2 separate regions of the Sus scrofa genome follow, and region 2 is linked to region 1. The links are chromatin contacts, called in public Hi-C maps. All regions are on one chromosome and are shown on one strand. Each heading gives the region's core, a stretch centred on a gene start, on an enhancer-like site or on the middle of the called end of the contact. The rest is flanking DNA. Distances are from core to core; before and after follow the strand shown.

Region 1 (3,699 bases), core at 819-3,318:
TTTCCCAGGGATTTATTCCCAGGGGTGGAATTGCTCTGTCAGAACAAGGCCATTTGTTTGAAGCCTTTTTCATCACCACGGTCAAGTGTCCCCCTTCCAAGAGGCTTGGACAAGCGACGCCCACTCCCCTGCTGGCATCTGTTTTTTTGTTGTTGCTGTTCTGACGCGCGTTGTTTCTTTGCTCTCATTTGAATAGCTCAGTACAAAAAAAAGTTTGTTCCCCCCCAAAAAAAATGAAAACCCTCTTGCTCTTGCCGACGGGTGGGTTTTCAGTGGGGGCCACGGCGGGCCAGGGCATCGGGGAAGGAGGGGGCGGCGGGTGGGTCCCTGGGTCTGGGCGCTGCTGCCCACTGCTGCTTCATTCCTGTCCTCAGGAAGCTCCTACTGTGTGTCTGGCCTTGTTTGGTGCTGGGCCAGCAGTGAGCAAGGGCAGCCACATACGGCACTTGTCCCGTGGTGACAGAAATGGTGGGAAGGGGACAGGACAGGGGTGGGAAGGGTGGTCACCTATGGCGGTTGGCCAGCCAAGCCCCTCTTGATGGTTGGGGAGGAAGATGCTCCAGGCCAGACCCAAGGGGTAGCAGGTCCACAGGCCCTGAGGTGACCGTGCCCTATCAGAACAGAGTCTGGGAGGCCAGGGGCTGGAGCAGAGCGGGAGGCAGGTAGTATCGGCCAGGATGACGGTCAGCGGGGTCCCTGGGGCGGGGGTGATCCCGAGGCTCCATCACCGAGTGTAGGGGAGAAGCAGGGCGAGGTGGCTCGGGCTTCACTGCGCTTGCGTGGGGCAGGCGTGACCCCGGCCCGTGCGGGGAGGGCACAGAAGCAAGGAGCAGGCTGATTCCAGGGGGCTCTGCTGATGCTCTGGGGGGAAGGGCAGCTCTGCGGGTTTTGGCCTGAGCTGTTGTTGGAAGATGAGGAGTCCAGCTTCTGAGCTGGGGGAGTGGGGGAATTGGGGGGGTGGGGGGGCAGGTCTGAGGAAGCCCCGCCGCGGTGTGGACCCGGTGTTTGCTGTGGATGTTTGCGATGCCCTTCCGTGCCCTGCAGCCCTGCAGCCGTGCGGTGGCCCAGCCTGGGATCTGGGCCCCTGGGGTGGGGGCGGAGCCGGGTGGATCCTGCCCTTGGAGGCCCGAGTGCCCCGCAGGGCCGAGCGAGGATCCCGGGCCCTTTTCTGCCCTGAGGTCCAGGAAGGTCCCTGAGCACCAAGTCTCCTGGGGTTTCTGCTCAGAGCCGGGTCAGTCGCACAGTAGAGCCAAGGCTCCTGGGCCCCCACGTCCACACCGCTGGCCCCCCGTGGCGCCATCCTTCCTGTCCTCCGGCCTTAGCCTCTGTGACAGACGCCTGGTCCCGTGGGGGTCCCAGTGCCCCCAGTCTCCTCTGCGCTGGTAAAGCCGCAAGGCTGGTGTCTGGGTCTGCTCGGGCTGCTGAAGCAGATGCTCCCGATGCGGGCAGGGGGCGGGTCGTGACTCACCGAGGCGTGTGGTCTTGTGGTTTGGAGGCTGGGAGTTCGAGATCAAGGTGTGACAGGCTTGGGTCAGTTCTTGCTGAGGCCTCAGCTTGGCGATCGCAGTCCTGTGCCCGTGTCCTCACACCGTCTTCCTCTGTAACCAGATGTCCTCGTTGGGTCAGGGCCCCCCTGAAGCCCTCACTTTAGCTGATGTCCTCATCTTTGAAGCCCTGACAGTCCGAGGTCCCGGGGCTAGGGCTTCGGGACGTGAATTTGGGGCGCACAGTTCAGCCCACAGCTGTTGGCCTCCCATCATTCCCGTGGTTCTGGGCTGTCAGTCGTGAGCGTCCCGGCAAGGCTGGCTTGTGGGAGGGTGAAAGGTGACAGAGTGGCTCCTTTGTCCCCTCTGATGGAGCAGCCCTTCCGCGCTTTACCCAGCAACCAAGAATCTTACACCTCAAAGAGCTTGAGGGGGGCGGGGTGGGGTGTGTCACCTCGACTGGGCCGCAGGCTTGTATCTCGTGCCAACCCCTGGGAGCTGACGGTGCACCGTTTTGTGGCCTCAGCGTCCATAAAGACATGACTCTCCACTGGCCACCGGTGACACTCGGCTGTGACAGCTTGAGAGCACTGCTGCCATCTAGTGGCTCAGAGTAAGCGACGCTGCTGAACATCCCGAAGGCGGCTCTGGCCGTGTGCTGGGGTTCAGAAGCCCCGAGTGATCATAATAATAGAATTATTAATGCTGACTGGATGGAACTTGGCAGGCTGGTAGCAAGGAGGACAGGTCCCCCCTCGAGCACCCGTGGAACATCGGCAAAGACTGCTTATGTATTCGATCACCAAGGAAATACGGATGCAAAAATGGAAACTCGTGCTACGTTGGTAGAAAGAGGGTGGGGAAATAAGGTACGGCTCTCAGGTACCGCTGCTGAGATCCTGAGCTGGTACAGCCTTTGCAAAGGGCAGCTGGAATGTGTATCAGAGAGAAACACACATGCCTTCATCCCGTTCATTGCACAGGGAAGGAATTTTCCAAACAGTGCCTGTCTGTTCCCTACAAGAAAAAAAAATCAGGAACAACTTAAATGCCATCAGTGGGGGATCATTTCGATAACTTCAAACTCATCCACCCAAGAGAATTCTAAGCTGCTGTCAGCTGGGCTGATGACATGCTAGTGTGTTTGACTTACTGAAATGGTGCTTTTGTGAGGTTCACGCTATAGCATGAGTGTGTATTTGTGTTTTTGTGCTCATGTGAAAAGATGTTAGGTAGAAGAAAGCCAAGTGTGAGATGATATGTGTTGATGGATGCCATTTTTATATTTATAAAGGATGCCTGTACATGGTATGTATGTTTGAATATGTATAACTCTCTGGAACCATCTGCCAGAAGCTTTAGCAGAGGCACCTCCGGGGAGGGACCTGCGTGACGGGGGCGGGGCGGGGGGGAGGCTGTTGGTTCACCACTCCTTGCTCTTTCCGCTTGGTTCGTGCTTTTTAGTTTGTTTTTTTATGTTTTAAAGTTTGATGGAAGTAGAGTTGACTTACAAGGCTGTGCTGATTTCTGCTGCACAGCACAGTGGTTCCGTCACGCATGGGCCCACAGCCGTTCTCTGTTAGCTTCTCTTCCCACACAGGTGATCACACAACACGGGGTAGGGTTCTCTGCCATGTGTGGTTCTTATCATGTGCGCATGTTACCGGTACATTTTAGGAAAGTTAACATGGGGCTCTTTTTTTCCGATATTCCTCGTGGAAGATTTTCAGGACAAAGCAACACAGAGAGTGCCACACGGCGAGGAGGCAGCTGGCCGCCTTCCGGGGACCCTCTGCCAGCCTGTGCACAGACATGTTGAGAGGAGCAGGACCTCGCCGTGTGTCCTTGCTCTGACCTGTTCTCCGCACTGTTTCCCGCGTCGGGGAAAGGCTGTGGTTCTGACAGCGTCCCTATGGGCCGGGGGGGTCCCAGGCCAGTCGTGAGCTTGCTTTGGGCCACAGCCTCTTCCTGTAGGGGGTCTGAGGGGGCCTGGCTGCAGTGCCTGTGAGTCCTGCCCCCATGCCGCTGGGAGCGCGGGAGCTCACTTGCCTCCTTCCGCAGGTGCAGGTGCCAGTGCCGAGCGGGGCCCGGTGGTGCGGCCGTCGCTGGAGAGCCTGCTGGCGGCCAGCAGCCACATGCTGAAGGAGGTGCTGGACGGCCCCTTCGTGGATCCGCTCAAGAACCTGCGGCTTCCGCGGGAGCTGAACCCCAACAA
Region 2 (3,263 bases), core at 100-2,599, 66 kb before region 1:
AGCTCAGACCAATGCGAAGAATGTTCTAGTAGGTTGCATCACATCCCGTCCCCCCAAAAGATAGATGGACCGCCGAACCCTCCTCCCCCTCCCCCGCTGCCAGTGAGCGTGACTATTTGGCGACAGGGTCTTTGCAGAGATAATCAAGATGAAGTTATGAGGCTGAGCCCAATTCAGTGTGACGGTGTCAGGGTAAGAGGATGAGGCAGGGGAGTTCCTGTCGTGGCTCAGTGGTTAACGAATCCAACGAGGAACCATGAGGTTGCAGGTTCGATCCCTGGCCTCGCTCCATGGGTTAAGGATCCGGCATTGCTGTGAGCTGTGGTGTAGGTTGCACACACGGCTCGGATCCTGCATTGCTGTGGCTGTGGTGTAGGCTGGTGGCTACAGCTCCGATTCGACCCCTAGCCTGGGAACCTCCATATGCCACGGATGTGGCCCTAGAAAAGGCAAAAAGACCAAAAAAAAAGAGGATGAGGCAGAAACAGGGCAGGAACATGTGATGGGAGAGGCCGAGACCACTTGCTGCAGCTGAAAGCCCAGGAGCGCCCAGGGGCACCAGCCACCCCCACCAACTCGGGGGAGGGGGAGGGGCAGCCAGGGCAGGAGCCCCTGCAGGTTTCAGAGGGAGCAGGTCCTGCTGACTCCTGGAGTTGGACTCCTGGCCTTGGGACTGCCAGAGAGCGCCTTTCTGTGGTTGGAAGCTGCCCAGCCGTGGAGGGTGAGCTGGGCCGAGGTGCGAGCACGCACGCGTGCGCATGTGCGTCCCTGGGTGCTCTGGGAAGGCTCAGGTTCTCCAAATGATGTTTAAATGCCATCATCAAGCAGCCTGAGAGGAACCAGGGGGCAGGGCTGAGCTGCAGACAAAATAAAGGCCTGGTGGCGGCTATTTTCAGCCAGGCCCCCCGGCCAGCTCGCCAAGGCTCCTCCACCCTGCTCTGAAATATTGCCAGCTGGGCAGGTGTTGGGGTGGGTGGGCACGGAGAGAGCCCAGGTGGCCACTTGCCCACCTGCCCCCTGGCTCCCACCGAGGCCCTGCCGGGGTGAGGTGGGGGCAGCTTTCTTCCCCAGGAGTAGCAGCCACTGTGGCCCATGAGGGACCCCCCACCCTCTGGGGGTGTCAGACTTGGGGCCGGCTTTGTCTCCAGGATGCTGGCAGATCAGACGGGTGTGGACTCACCCAGCCAGGGAGAGGGTGAGAGGTGCTTAGCCTGGCCTGGCCTCTGTCCACCACTCCCAGTATCTCCCCTCTGGGCCAGCGGCAGTTCCGTCGCCACTGCTGTGCCACACACTGGTACAGGGCGTGGCACATCAGGACCTTCTGTTCAGCTCAGGCTCTTGCGGGTCAGGAAATTGGGGAGACGCCCAGTGGGGCGGTCCCCGGACTGAGATCACTCAGATGACCCCGGGGCGCTGACCCTGTGGTGCCCCCTGGTGATGCTGGCATAGGTGGGGAGCTGGGCACGTGTGGGTGGCCTCTCTGTGTGCCTGGGGCTTCCTTGCAACCTAGTGGCCCAGGCTCCTTGGACTCCTCAGCTGGCGACCTGCCTGCCCCTGAGGCTTGGACAGCCAGGTGGAGGCTGTGTGGCCTCTGGTGACCTGGCCTCGGACATGAGCTTTGGGTCAGGCAGTGCCCGGCCTGCCCGGGTTCAAAGGGAGGGGACTCACAGTCCATCTATGGATGGGGTGTGTTGGGAAGGGGCAGGTATGTTTCGAAGCTGTCAGTGGCCACAAACACCCCCGCCCCCTTGTTCCTGGGTTGGCTGGGTCCCGGTCTACCTTGCTGGCCACACTCCAGGCTCCTCCGAGTGGACGCTTGGGCCTATGGGTGGGGGAGGAGCTGGGTGAATGAGAGCTGGGAAAAGTGGGTCCCCAGAGGCGGGTCCCGCTGGAATCCCGTTGTACCAGTTTTCTGTGGCTGCCTGAACAAATGATCACAGAGTGAGCAGCTTAAGCCCAGAAATGTTTCTTCTCTCGCAATTCCAGAGGCCAGAGGTTCTACATCAAGGCTTGGCAGGGCCCTGCCCTCTCTGAGGGCCCGGGGGGGCTATTTCCCAGCTCCTGGGGGTGGCAGGGGCTCCTTGGCCCTTGCATGCATCACAGGACTGTCTTCTCAGTGTGTGTCCATGCAGAAGTTCCCCTGCCAGGAATCAACCCCAAGCACAGCAGTGACAATGCTGGGTCCTTAACCCACGGAGCCCCCAGGAAACTCCTCAATTTCCCAATTCTTTTTTTTTTTGGTTCCTGATTTTTAGGGTGACATATGGAAGTTCTCAGGCTAGGGGTCAAACTGGAGCTATAGCTACCAGCCTACACCACAGCCACAGCAACACGGGATCCGAGCTACATGTATGACTTAACACCACAACTCATGGCAATAGCTGGATCCTTAACCCACTGATCAAGCCCAGGGATCAGACCTGCATCCTCATGGATACTCACTGGATTCACTCCCACTGCACCAGAATGGGAACTCCAATTTCCAGTTTTTTTTTAGGGCCGCCCCTGCAGCATAGGGAAGTTCCCAGGCTGGGGGTCAAATTGGAGCTACAGCTACTCGCCTACACCACAGCCACAGCAACTCGGAATCTGAGCCACGTCTGCAACCTCCACCACAGCTCACAGCGACGCTGGATCCTTAGCCCACTGAGCGAGGCCAGGGATCGAACCTGCATCCTCATGGATACTAGTCAGGTTCACTAACTGCTGAGCCACAAAGGACACTCCAATTTCCCAGTTCTTCTATGAAGAAGGAAGAACTACGAACTCCAGTCCCTGGACGGGGTCACCAGAAAAATCCAGTGTGACCGCAGCTTGGCTGCGTTTTCATTACAATCATCTTAATAGCATCTGCAAAGACCCTGGTTTCCAAATAAAGATGATTCTGAGGTTCCGTGGACGTGAATTTGGGGGATGATGCTCTTCAACCTAGGAAGTCGCTGAGGTGCCCACTGCCCTGTCCGCCACGGCCCCTGTTTGCGGAGCCACAGCCTCTGCTTGTTTCTCTGCCAAGTCATTTCCCTTGAGGTTCCTCTGGTTCCTGGCTCTCAGGTCTCGGCCAAACAAGATAAGCCTGAGGAGCAGGTGAGATAAGGATCAGGTCAGGCTCGGCCAAGCCCCTGGGCCTTTGCCCAGGCTGGGTCCTCCACCGGTCGGTCCGCGGCAGGTGCCTTCTAGGGCCACTCAGACTGTGGTTCAGGGCGCTTATGGGCTCAGGTGGGACCCCCTCCCGAGGGCAGACACTGCGTCCTGGCCTCCGGTGC

The links. Hi-C and Micro-C count contacts between places; a contact is called where the count stands out from the background.
Region 2: a contact with region 1 is called in a Hi-C map of alveolar macrophages, with 3 times the contacts expected there. The contact joins two enhancer-like sites. A contact is called at or near these places in 1 of 5 promoter capture datasets (liver) and 23 of 47 Hi-C or Micro-C datasets (alveolar macrophages, blood, brain and 10 more).

Annotation. Positions count from the first base shown.
Region 1 is chr3:3,948,545-3,952,243 of Sscrofa11.1, reverse strand. It overlaps TNRC18 (trinucleotide repeat-containing gene 18 protein), which reads left to right. Exons shown (of 32, transcript XM_021086041.1): 14 at 3,546-3,699. Among named protein-coding and RNA genes, the nearest start is that of TNRC18, 46 kb to the left of the region's middle. Within about 2 kb of position 2,068, at least 13 of the 83 cell types and tissues checked have an H3K27ac peak or open chromatin away from gene starts, as enhancers often do. A contact at or near this core is called in alveolar macrophages, where this site is marked.
Region 2 is chr3:4,013,952-4,017,214 of Sscrofa11.1, reverse strand. No RefSeq gene overlaps it. Among named protein-coding and RNA genes, the nearest start is that of TNRC18, 19 kb to the right of the region's middle. Within about 2 kb of position 1,349, at least 12 of the 83 cell types and tissues checked have an H3K27ac peak or open chromatin away from gene starts, as enhancers often do. A contact at or near this core is called in alveolar macrophages, where this site is marked.